Linked DNA regions of Drosophila melanogaster: region 1 is linked to region 2. Evidence: chromatin contacts called from public targeted proximity ligation data. All regions are on one chromosome and are shown on one strand. The core of a region is the stretch at or near the end of the contact, and the rest is flanking DNA. Distances in the headings are between cores, read along the strand shown.

Region 1 (5,967 bases), core at 2,728-5,227, 94 kb after region 2:
AGTGGACCGCAGGCGCAGACGAATCCTGCCCAGCATCCAGTTCAACTGGATAAAAACGCCACGCTGAATAATAACAATAAGCAGGGAGTGGCGGCGACGGCTCATCAACACCACCATCACCACCACCACCATCCTGTTCATCACCTGTCGCACTTAATTCTGCCCGCATCCTCGACTTCGGCACCTGTGACGTACTGCAGCAGTGTGGAGTGCACCATGAGCAATCTCTGTCACTGCAGCCAGTACCAGCAAGAGTGTCCCGCCTGTGCGGATGGCGGTCAGGGTGACAAGGCTAGAAGGCATTCCCGGGAATCCGGTTCCGACTCCTCCAAGGACAGCAGCCTGCAATCGGACACAAGTATTGAGTCCGAGGACAGCTTCGCTTCGGTCATATTCATACCCAAGCCGGAGCAGCACCAGCAGCAGTTGAACTACCAGCAGCAACACCAGAACTCTAACTCCAGCTCGAGCAATTCATCCTCCAGCAATGGACAAAGGGCGCAGGGAGCTGCTGGTCGGGATCAGGGGGTGAATCCCGGCTCCCGATTGCCGCCTACTCACTCAGTGCCAACGTCGCCGCTCATCATGCCCTGCCCTCCCACTCCGGCTCATTCCCCGGCTGCCATCCAGGGCACGGTGACTTCTCCGCCTCAATCCACATCGGCCGTTTCCGCTGCCATGGCCATCTTGACGCCACCCTCGAAACCCGCTCGTTTCAGCTTCGATGAGGCCCACATCAAGCTGCAAAAGGAACAGCACGTTGATCTGCAAAAGGAGCTACCCAAGGAGAAAAAGGAGCCGTTGAAGGTGCTGCCAAAGGAACCACTGAAGGAATCGCCACCTGTACGTAGAATCACCCGCCAGGCCATTAGAGATCTGCCACCCATTCCGAAATTCCGGAAACAGCAATCTCTACAGCTACAACGTCAGAGCTTTCCCATCGTTAGGCGAGCTTCGGGATCGGGCGTGTCTACTTCAGCATCCACCACATCGCTGGCTACCAAGCTGCTCTCCCTGGAGCTCTTTAATCCAGCCACCGATGATCTGGACAGCGATTCCAGTGAGCCCTCCTCCCCTGATTCCATAGACAGCGTTATAAGTGCACCAAGATCGGCCAAAGTACCCTCGGGAAGTGAGGAAGGAGAAGCCGCCTCCGCGAACTCCAATTCGGCCTCGCAGGACGAAGGAGAACCCAGCTTGGCGCAGCTCATCAGTCTGCAGCAGGAGCAGTACCATAAAGGGGAGCTTCAGATCAATAGTTCTCGCTCCCATGCCGAAGATGATATAATCCTGAATGCAGATAGTGCCCCTCTCCTCCCCGAAAAGAGGGAGGCCGTTCAAAAGCAGGACTGCGCAGAATTCGCGGAACAGCTGAGTGCCCAACTGCAGCGGGAACTGGATGACAAAACAAATCGAACTGAGTGCCGGTATCTGGATGGGATCGGAATGGGCGATCTGTCCGAGATCTTGGGTGGCGGTAAGAAGCGCTCTAATGGTGATCTGAGTGCTTTCCGGGATGAGCTCAGGGAACGTCGCTTGATGCTTGCTAACCTCTCCACGCAGCCAAGTCTGCAGCAATCCCCGGTGAGCTCATCGACCTCATCACTATCCTCCCAAACCCGCAGCTTCACCATCCAGGAAGAGGATGGTGAGGAAGAGGAGGAGGAGGAGAACGAGTCCAGCTACTCCCTGGGCGTTTATGAGCACTGCAAGATCTCCAAGTTCAACTACAAGAGGAATCGACACTATCAGCTGAATCCGGAGACAGCCTACCTGCTGCAGGACGATGGGGATAGTGATGTGCGCGAGGATGAAGACGATGTCATACCAGAGGAGGAGGAGCAGGAGGAACAGGATGAGGATGCAGAGGCAGAGGCTCTGGAGGCCCGAGGCGGTGATCAGTTGGGCGAAGGCATGTCGGACTATGGCCAGCGCAGGCGCAACATGGCTGCCCTGAAGGTCCAACCACCGACGACCCAGCAGCAGCAGCAGCAACCTCAGAAGGAGCCAAACCAGGCACCGAATCTCCAGCAGCGTCCCTCCAACGATTCCCTGGAGCACTCGAACAGCTCCACCAACTCCCTGGACAGCCCCTCCCAGGGCGGAGCCAGCACACACCACCGCTACTACCATGTGTTCCGCGAGGGCGAGCTGGACGCACTGATCAACCACCATGTGGCCAGCCTGCACATCGTTAGCTCCTACTACGAGCGGGCCAGCTGGTGTGTGGTGGCCGAGAAGGTTCAGGTGTGGACCATCTAAGCACCCAACTCTCAAACGGGGATTCGAAACGAAACTTAAGTTTATTTGCTATTACTGGGACCGAAGCATGTATACCAAATATTTAAAGGATATACGTTAAATTACTTTGAATTACATTTTTTTATACGCATCTAATACATTTTAAGTTGCTCTACAAAAACACTTGAATATCTTTTTAGGACATTCAAAATCCAAGCAGCTTTTTTGATTTTTTCAAGGCGTACCCGTTTACCCGTTTGAATCCCTGATCTAAAACAAATGCCCATTTCCTAGCTGTAGTCTCTGATCTGATGCCCCCAAAGGAATTGTTAAATTTAGTCTATTACTCTAGTCGGCTGGCGGTGCGGGGCGGGGAAGGCCCGTCCTGCTATCCAGCACTAATTTATTGTTAGCAGGCCTGCTCAAGGACGCGAACGCAGGATTGCACTGCATTGAAATCCAATTTCAAAGGAAAACTTAGCTGTAAGAACGAAACCAATCGAATCGAATGCGATAACGAAACAACGCAAGCTAAATACAAATCTTACTAGTTATACGAGCATATTCTATTTACAACGATCATCTGTTTGTATCTTGCGCTATCTGCAGACTAAGTTTCAAGCACTTTATGCTATAATTTCGAAGCGAATAATCATCAAACGTCCATTGCAGCCAACATATACCACTTATACAAGAGAAAATCAAGATACCAGTTAAGCAGCTAGAACAAAGTAATATAGCAACTATGTACGTGCATGTATACACTCCTTAAAACTGCAAAGTTAATAGAACCCTCTAAAAATATCAATAACTGCATTTAAATCTATGAGAAAACCGTACATATATCGAATGCAAAGTAAAATCAAAAATATATACACAAAACAGTTTAAGAAACTCTTTCCGCAAGCTCACAATTTTCCACATATATAAATTTTTCACCTTTTTAAAGCACTTTTTTATTTACTTTAATTGATTGGATAAAGTACCCAACTCACTTCCCAAAAACGGCCAATAAGACGATTGTAACATAAGCCTATGCCTAAACTCAAATTTTTGTCAGCTTAAGAAGGGTTATTTGAAAAATAACGCAAACATTTTCAATAAAACCAAATATATACATATATATACCTATATGCGACTGTACATGTGTTTTTTAGCTAGCTAAACTAACTTTATACCGTAAAATAATAGAACAATTGAATAAATATTAACTAACGTTGGACGCAACACTAAATTACAACAGATAGAACTCGATTTGAACCTATTACTGCTCGAAATGCTGAAACATTATAAACATTAAGTATTGCTGGAAAATATGTATAATTTGCACAGAGCCAAACAGGCACACTCAAACGGAATTAACTCAAAACCCAAGCTACAAAACCATCTGAAATATTTAATATTGATAATTTGTAATGCATTAACAACAACATTAAATAAACTAATAATACTTACTGAACTGAATCTGTTTTAAAAATCATTTATATTTCTAATTGGAACACTTAGACCATATAAAATAATAGCATCAAATGAGATAGAACGAAATGAAGGCCAAATATTTTTGGAATTTTTAAACGCTCCTGTGAGCGCGCGCATTTACTTGTGGCTTATGGTCACCCTAATGAATTCAGTACTAGTTGGTCTGATGCCATCACTATTTGAAAATAAGCGATATATCGATAGGATGTAATTGTTATCACTTATAAAAGCGTTTCGGTATTGTGAAAGAAATGGAAGGCGGTACACACACAATATAAACATCCAAATAACAGCCTGTAAGCCCTTAGAAAATTCCCATAAAAAAAGAAACAGTGCCCGTTTTGTAAAGCCAAACCATCCAAATTGTTGGAAGAGAAGGAAGTGAACGTCTCAGGAACTGAAAAAAACACCAAGGATAACGAACAAAGATGCCACTCAACCAATTGCCACTCCCCAAGCTCAACGAAAAGCTGCCCTATTTAGTTGCTGAAATGCAGTAAAAAACGCATAAACAACTGTTAAAACACCACAACAAGATGACCCAGAAGCCAGGCGAGTGGGCTAGCGCCCTTTTGGCACGTTTCGAGGATCAGGCAAGTGTTTTCCAATCGCTTTTCCGCAGTTGCGTTTTCGCAAGCGAAAAAATGTACCTGCTGCTCTGCCTCTTCCTCCCCCACACATGCTCACAGCGACCTTGCGAGTGTGCGTGCCTCACCCGCTCTGTCAGTGTGAGCTCTCAATCAAATGCGTGGGAGAGCGAGATAGCAACAATAACAAAAACACCGGTTCCCGCATGAATGAAGTGGAATTGAGCAATCAATGGTTTACTTTTTCAGCTGCCAAACAGAATCGGTGCCTATGGCACGCAGGCCAGGATGAGCCAGGACCAATTGGTGGCCTGTCTGATCCACATATCGCGCTACCGCTTCTCCCTTGTCATATCCGGTCTCACCAAGATGCTGCAGAGGGTCAATGAGGCGGTAAGTACTCCATTCTCTATTGTTAACCCTTAAACTATGTTGCCTTATTTTATGGGGCTAGGATACGATTAAATTACTTAAACAAAAATTTCATTGCAGGCCCTTCAAAATCGCCATGAGCCAGAGCGTTGCTACTTTGAGTCGCTGGTCATCATACTGACCACTCTGGAACGCTGTCTGACCAACCAGACCAAGGACACAGCACGTTTTGAAGAGGCCATGAATGTGAAGCTTCTGCTGCGCGAGATCTCCCAGTTTGTCGACGTCCAGAGCGACAGCAATCCGAATGCCGCCCAGCTCAAGGCCCTGGCATCCAAGGTGCTCTTTGCCTTGTCCCAGAATCACTTCTCGGCGGTGTTCAATCGCATATCGGCCAGGATTCAAGAGCTGACATCCTGTTCCGAGGAAAACCCGGACTACAACGACATAGAATTAATTCAACACATCGATATGGATATGATAAAGCTAACCAAGCTGCTACAAGGTAAACTAACTTTTTTAATATTTCGGAAAGGTTAAACAACGTTTTACGTTTCCAGAAACCATCACAAAGTTTCGATCGAAGCGTGCTCCACCTTTGATCTTGCTTTACTCGCTGGAGAAGGCTATTTGGAACTGGATCGAGTACCATCCACAAGAGTTCCAGGACTTGCAACGAGGAACCAATCGAGATATATCAACGTAAGAGGAATTACAAGCGTTTTTAAAGTCACATTAATTGATCCTGTTTCGTTTAGCTGCTGGGAACCCCTGATGGACTTTGTAGAGTACTTTAAAACCGAAAACAAGAAAAGCAAGACTCTTGTTTGGCCGCTTCAAATGCTCTTGCTGATATTGAATCCCTCTTGCCTTGAGGCTGTTGTTAACGAACTTCAGCAGTCGGAGAAAGAGAAGGAAAAGGACAAGGAAAAGGTTGCCTCGAAGTCAGCGCAATCCACGTCCCGGGACAAGGACTTCTCGGCCAAGCAGTTCATCGAGAGTATCAAGAGAGGCTTGGGCCAGCACTCACCATCCAAACAGGTGACCGAATCTGCGGCAATTGCCTGTGTAAAGCTGTGCAAAGCATCCACCTACATCAACAACACCGACTCCAATAATGTGGTCTTCAAGTTGGTGCAATTCTTTATCAACGATCTCAAGGCACTGCTCTTTAATCCAGCAAAGCCCTTTTCGCGCGGTCAGGGGTACAACTTCGCTGATATCGAGCTGATGATTGACTGCTGGGTGTCTTGTTTCCGGATTAATCCTCACAACATCGAGGCTCTAA
Region 2 (5,594 bases), core at 1,591-4,090:
GCTGCTGATAGTCTACGGCAGCTTTCGCTCCTTAAACATCGAGCAGGAGGCCCGCGAGCGGGAGCAGAAGAAGCGAAATGAATCGATGACCAATCTTCTTACCGGCGAGCCCGTCGAGAAGGAACCAAGTATGTGTGAAATGGATCTAAAAGCATAAGGAATGTTTTATAAGTTTCAGATCTGTATTTCACAGCGGATAAATTCGCCACTCTGGACACGATGCATGCCCTCTGTTTGCCCCTCGGAGCTTCCATCTCACTGCTCATCATGTTCTTCTTCTTCGACTCGATGCAGCTGCTCTTCGCCGTCTGCACAGCGAGTAAGTGTGGTTAAATTATATATATTTCTACCCGTTTATCTGCTTATGGTTTCCTTCAAAAATATTTAATAAAAGGGATCCACACAATGCAGTAACGCAGTCACAAGCTACTCTTCGAATCACATTCAAGCTTTTTAATTATAAATTTATGCGCTGATAAACTCATACTTCTTTTAATTTTCAACTCGAAAGCGATAAAAGCCATCAGAACCATTCAGCTTGCATACTTATTCAAAACATGACGAATTTTTTGCTTTATTCAATAATTTGAAATCTCTCTCCACAGTTATAGCCACCGTGGCGCTGGCCTTTCTGCTGCTGCCCATGTGCCAGTACATCATCAGGCCATGCACAGATGGAAAGCGATTCTCCTTCGGATTCTGCGGTCGCTTCACAGCCGCGGAGCTCTTCAGCTTTACGCTTTCGGTATCGATTGTGTGCATATGGGTGCTCACTGGCCACTGGCTGCTAATGGATGGTAAGAAACGATGTGAAAAAGTACGAAAGAGTTTCCTGTAACAAAGTTTTACCCCTTTTTTTTATAGCAATGGGCATGGGCCTGTGTGTGGCATTCATAGCGTTTGTGCGTCTGCCCAGCTTGAAGGTGTCCACGCTGCTGTTGACCGGCCTGCTCATCTACGACGTCTTCTGGGTATTCCTCTCCTCGTACATCTTCAGCACCAACGTGATGGTCAAGGTGGCGACGCGACCCGCCGATAATCCCGTGGGCATCGTGGCCAGAAAGTTGCATCTGGGTGGCATTGTGCGGGACACACCAAAGCTGAATCTGCCCGGAAAGCTTGTTTTTCCCAGCCTGCACAATACCGGTCACTTCTCTATGCTGGGCCTGGGTGATGTGGTGATGCCGGGCCTGTTGCTGTGCTTCGTCTTGCGGTATGATGCGTACAAGAAGGCGCAGGGCGTCACATCGGATCCCACATTGTCACCACCCAGAGGAGTTGGCTCCCGGTTGACATACTTTCATTGTTCCTTATTGGGGTAAGTTGTTGAATAAATGGAATGTTTGAGTATACGAAAAATTGCTTACTTATAAAAATATATATAAATACTAATTTCCATTACATTGCAGTTATTTCTTGGGCCTGCTAACGGCGACGGTCAGCTCCGAGGTCTTTAAGGCGGCCCAGCCGGCGCTGCTGTATCTAGTGCCCTTTACGTTATTGCCGCTCTTGCTGATGGCGTATCTGAAGGTATACTCCATGCTCGAATAGTTCCGAATTTGGTCGATATCTGTAATGTTTTGTTACTTGTTGCAGGGCGACCTGCGGCGCATGTGGAGCGAGCCGTTTATCGCGCAACAACCATCAAAACAACTGGAAGTCTGAGTGTACTCTATCTAAAAGCAAAGAAAAACAAAAAACCAACAGCATACAATGTGAAGAACACACACACATAAGATCTAATACTAACGTTTGTCTCTTAAATAACGTATTGAGTATGTATTTTTTAACTCAACTTAACTAAGTTTCGTTTTAAGTTAGGTGATCCTCGTTTTCATAGTGAAATAAAAGCAAAAACCGAGTAATTATAGTTTTTAGCCTAAGCGGAAAGGTTTTATATATTCACATATATATATACTTCATACGAGAGTTCATTCAAATTGGCTTTAATGTCTCCAATCATGCAGATAACTAGCGAGTAGAACAAAGGTCAAGCGAAATATTAGTTACTAACTAATAGGCATTACTAATAACTCTGTAAACCATAGCGAAAAGACTAGCAAGAAGACAGTTTGAGATTCGAATTTCAATCATACATCATCCACTCGAAATCTGTTCCGGGCAGTACGTTCTGTAAATACTTAAGTTATGTGTAATAATAACAAACCACCATGCAACAAATAATAGTTAGTAAGCTCGCCTTCATACACATTTAATCGAGATCCGTTTCCGTTTCACACGCTCATTTCCGTCCTTCGATTTTTTCGTTTTGTCACCCAATGTTTCCCACACATCTTCACAACCATAATGATGTTTTGCCAAAATGCATGTGTTCGTTGCAAACAATAAATCAATTAATAATGCTAGACGACAACTGTTGCACTGCGTGTGTTTCACAAAATTAAGTTTCAAGAATTTTAATTATTTACTATTAACGCAGCTAAAAATAAATAAATACTGTATGCATATGGAAACGATAGTTACATATTAATTTTAAGTAAATGCAATTTCGAAACGTATAGAAACAATAAAAATGTGAGATTTAAAACAACATTGCCTATAAGCGTTTTTTACAAAAATTGGAAGCATGTACGCTTTTTGTAATGTAGTAGGTAGATCTTTTTTGAAACCTTACATTTAAATGTTGGCGCCAAAATATTCCTAAGTTTCCCACCATTTTGCTTACCAAAGTTTACAACCTTGCGGTAATCGGGTTTTCTGTGGCGAGCGGTCACAACTTAGCGGGTAAATTCATGTTAGCGAGTACACACCTCCATTTAGCGGGGTTACGTTCCAGAAAGAACATCGATACAACAAATATCGATAGATATATACTATGCATATCGATTTTCGTCCGGCTCTAATTTTCACGGTCGAGGTTTTTTCGTTTTAAATCGCAAAAAACACAAACAAATCAGTGATAAATAATATTGCAACCAGACGGTAGCTCAAGCGGAACTGGCAACCAATGATTACGAATTAACAACAAACAAGTGTATGTGCACTTCAGTTATTGACTAACTCGCCACTTCCTTTTGCTCGCAACAACAAAACAACGCAAAAGAATATTTTGAGCGGATGTGCGTGTGTTTGTGTGTGTGTGCGTGTGAGCGAGATATCATGCACTTTGTGTAGAAAAATAAAAGCATAAAAAAGATGCCGAGCATTTAGATAATACTTAAACCGCAAAGTGAGTTATTTACATGTGTCGAGTGGCAAATTCAATAGTATTTTTGATTATATTATAAGCGTGTTCCACGCGCATATTGCGATGTGACGTAGGCGTGGAAATTCCTGTGGGAAATTTTTCACCACCGCGCCGCTGTGTGGGTGTGTGTGTCTGCCCTCGCATTTGTGTGAGTGGGTGTGTGTGGGCTACGCCGCAAGTTTGTTTTCGTTTACTTTTAATTGCCGAGAAAAAGGATTAATTGTGGCACTGAAAATGCGTGTTACTTAATGTAATGTGCAAACATGCGTAAATATTCATTACATAAATGCAAAATTCTTCAGTGTACATTGTTATGAACAAAAATATGTGCTTAAGTCTGGGCGCTTATCATTATATACATTGCATACCCGTGTTTTAAGAAAATATACCATTTTGCGCCATCAATAAGTCAGGCTGTTAAATAACTCAATAAACAGGCTTGTAAAATCAATATTGTGTTTAAATAGCAAGCAAAGCTAACTTTTTATTGTTTTGTTTTGGTCAGCACTTAATTCTTATCAAGTTTTCTAGAATTAAAGTTGCCAAAATTCCCCCAACTCGTTGAAAACCTTAATCCTGTGAGTCAGAGAATAGAAATAGATCGTTGCACATCGGCCCAATATATAATACATATAACAACTAAACTATAAATGCTTTTGTATTCTTCAAAGCGATCAGCAATGATCGCTGTTTTTGCGAAGTAACTCGACTAAACCGCGATCGCATTGTTTGTCTAACATTTCAGCGCTTTTGAAACGGACTCCAGCTGGGTAACTCGTGTGGCAAACTGAACCGGAACCGGCAGAGGCAGCGGCAGCAGGAGCAGGAGGAGGACCTGGACCAGCGGAACTGGCAACCACCTGGCCAAATGGGTGGCAATAGCACAGGAGCGAATACGAGCGCCTTCAGCGCTGGCGGTTACATTGGGCCCACGTCGGCCAGCAGTCATCACAGCCTGGGAACTTCATCGGCGGCAGCGGCAGCAGCAGCAGGAAGTGACCTGATACCCGCACCAATTGGCACGGGCAACGCCATGGGAGTGTCTTCGTATGCATACGGTGGAACCAGTTGGGAGGAGTTCTGCGAACGACACGCCAGAGTGGCTGCCTCGGATTTCGCCAAGGCGTGCATCACGTACATTAATGGCAATCTGCCGCCGGAGGAGGCGAGGAACATCCAGCATCGCAGCTTTGCTCAGAAATTTGTGGAATCCTTTTCGGCGCACTACGACACGGAGTTCTTCAAGCGGAGGAGCACTCTTAAATCAGGTGCGGGCTCGCTGGACTTCGAGGAGGAGCACGAGGTGCCAAAACTGCTCTCAAAGTCTCTATTAAGACGACTATCATTCAAAGGACTGCGCAAGGGCAAGGTGAGTTGATGCTCTTCTCAAATCCTCTCGAAATCATTGAATAGATTGATTTTTGATTATTTCGAGGCCACACTTGATGCTTATACTTTTTTTTTAGACATGATTGTTGTTTTCTGTCCGATAATACCCATTAAGAAGGTCACGAATCACGAACTAAAAGTATGCAGATAAAAGCATTCACTTTAGCATTCTTTGCATTCTGTCCATAAGTCCGATTAGACCTCACTGAAGTGGTATTATTATCTTCTATTTGATTTGTTGAATACGTCATGATTATCAGAACATGCTGTCAATTATGCAAGTCTTTCTTTCAATTTTGCAGATCATGAAGTATTTCACATTGATTAAAAAGCTTTTCAGTGCCAGGATGTTTTATAGTCGGAAACTCCGGCTATATTGTCACCACTTGTTTTAACTGTCAAAGATCTCTTTGCTGCAGGCCTTCTTCCACAAGAACTCGGATGACTTGGATGGCAGCGGTGGCAGCGGCAAGCAGAGCAAGACGAAGCTGGCCAAGATCGTTGTGGAGTGCCGGAAGGAGGGCACAGTGAACAACCTGACGCCGGAAAGTCTGGATCAACCGACGGGCTCCCAAAAGTGGGAGAAGTGTCGACTTGTACTGGTCAAGGCCGTGGGTGGCTACATGCTAGAGTTTTACACGCCGCACAAGGCGACTAAGCCGCGCAGTGGAGTCTTTTGTTTCCTCATCTCGGAGGCTCGCGAAACAACGGCACTTGAGATGCCGGACAGGCTGAACACATTCGTCCTCAAGGCAGACAACAACATGGAGTATGTGATTGAGGCGGAGAGCGCGGAGGAGATGCGGAGTTGGCTAGCCACAATACGGTACTGCATGCGAACGCCACCCACTCAGCAGCCAACGATCGAGTCGGATGGTGTTATGGCGTCCGCCATGCAAACATCGCCGACACTTCCGAGTCCCAATCCCATTGGTGGGATTCAGAATCCGCAGTACCAGCAGCAGCGCGGCTCGAATGGCAATCTGGTGGGAGGTGG

What was found.
Region 1: a contact with region 2 is called in a targeted proximity ligation map of the Kc167 cell line, with 4 times the contacts expected there. A contact is called at or near these places in 44 of 107 Hi-C or Micro-C datasets (the Clone 8 cell line, the D17-c3 cell line, the Kc167 cell line and 13 more) and 4 of 7 datasets of targeted methods (the Kc167 cell line and the S2 cell line).

What each region holds. Positions count from the first base shown.
Region 1 is chr3R:25,979,036-25,985,002 of dm6, forward strand. Nf1 (Neurofibromin 1) reads left to right here and starts at 3,978. Exons shown (of 17, transcript NM_001276050.1): 1 at 3,978-4,313; 2 at 4,557-4,700; 3 at 4,800-5,184; 4 at 5,240-5,381; 5 at 5,438-5,967. The coding sequence starts at 4,257. It overlaps fid (fire dancer), which reads left to right. Exons shown (of 5, transcript NM_143196.3): 5 at 1-3,701. The coding sequence ends at 2,262.
Region 2 is chr3R:25,885,702-25,891,295 of dm6, forward strand. It overlaps Lnk (Lnk,), which reads left to right and starts at 2,841. Exons shown (of 4, transcript NM_170247.2): 1 at 2,841-3,364; 2 at 3,954-4,577; 3 at 5,017-5,594. The coding sequence starts at 4,077. It overlaps SppL (Signal peptide peptidase-like), which reads left to right. Exons shown (of 7, transcript NM_143180.2): 2 at 1-128; 3 at 194-319; 4 at 606-797; 5 at 865-1,318; 6 at 1,410-1,530; 7 at 1,597-2,529. The coding sequence ends at 1,665.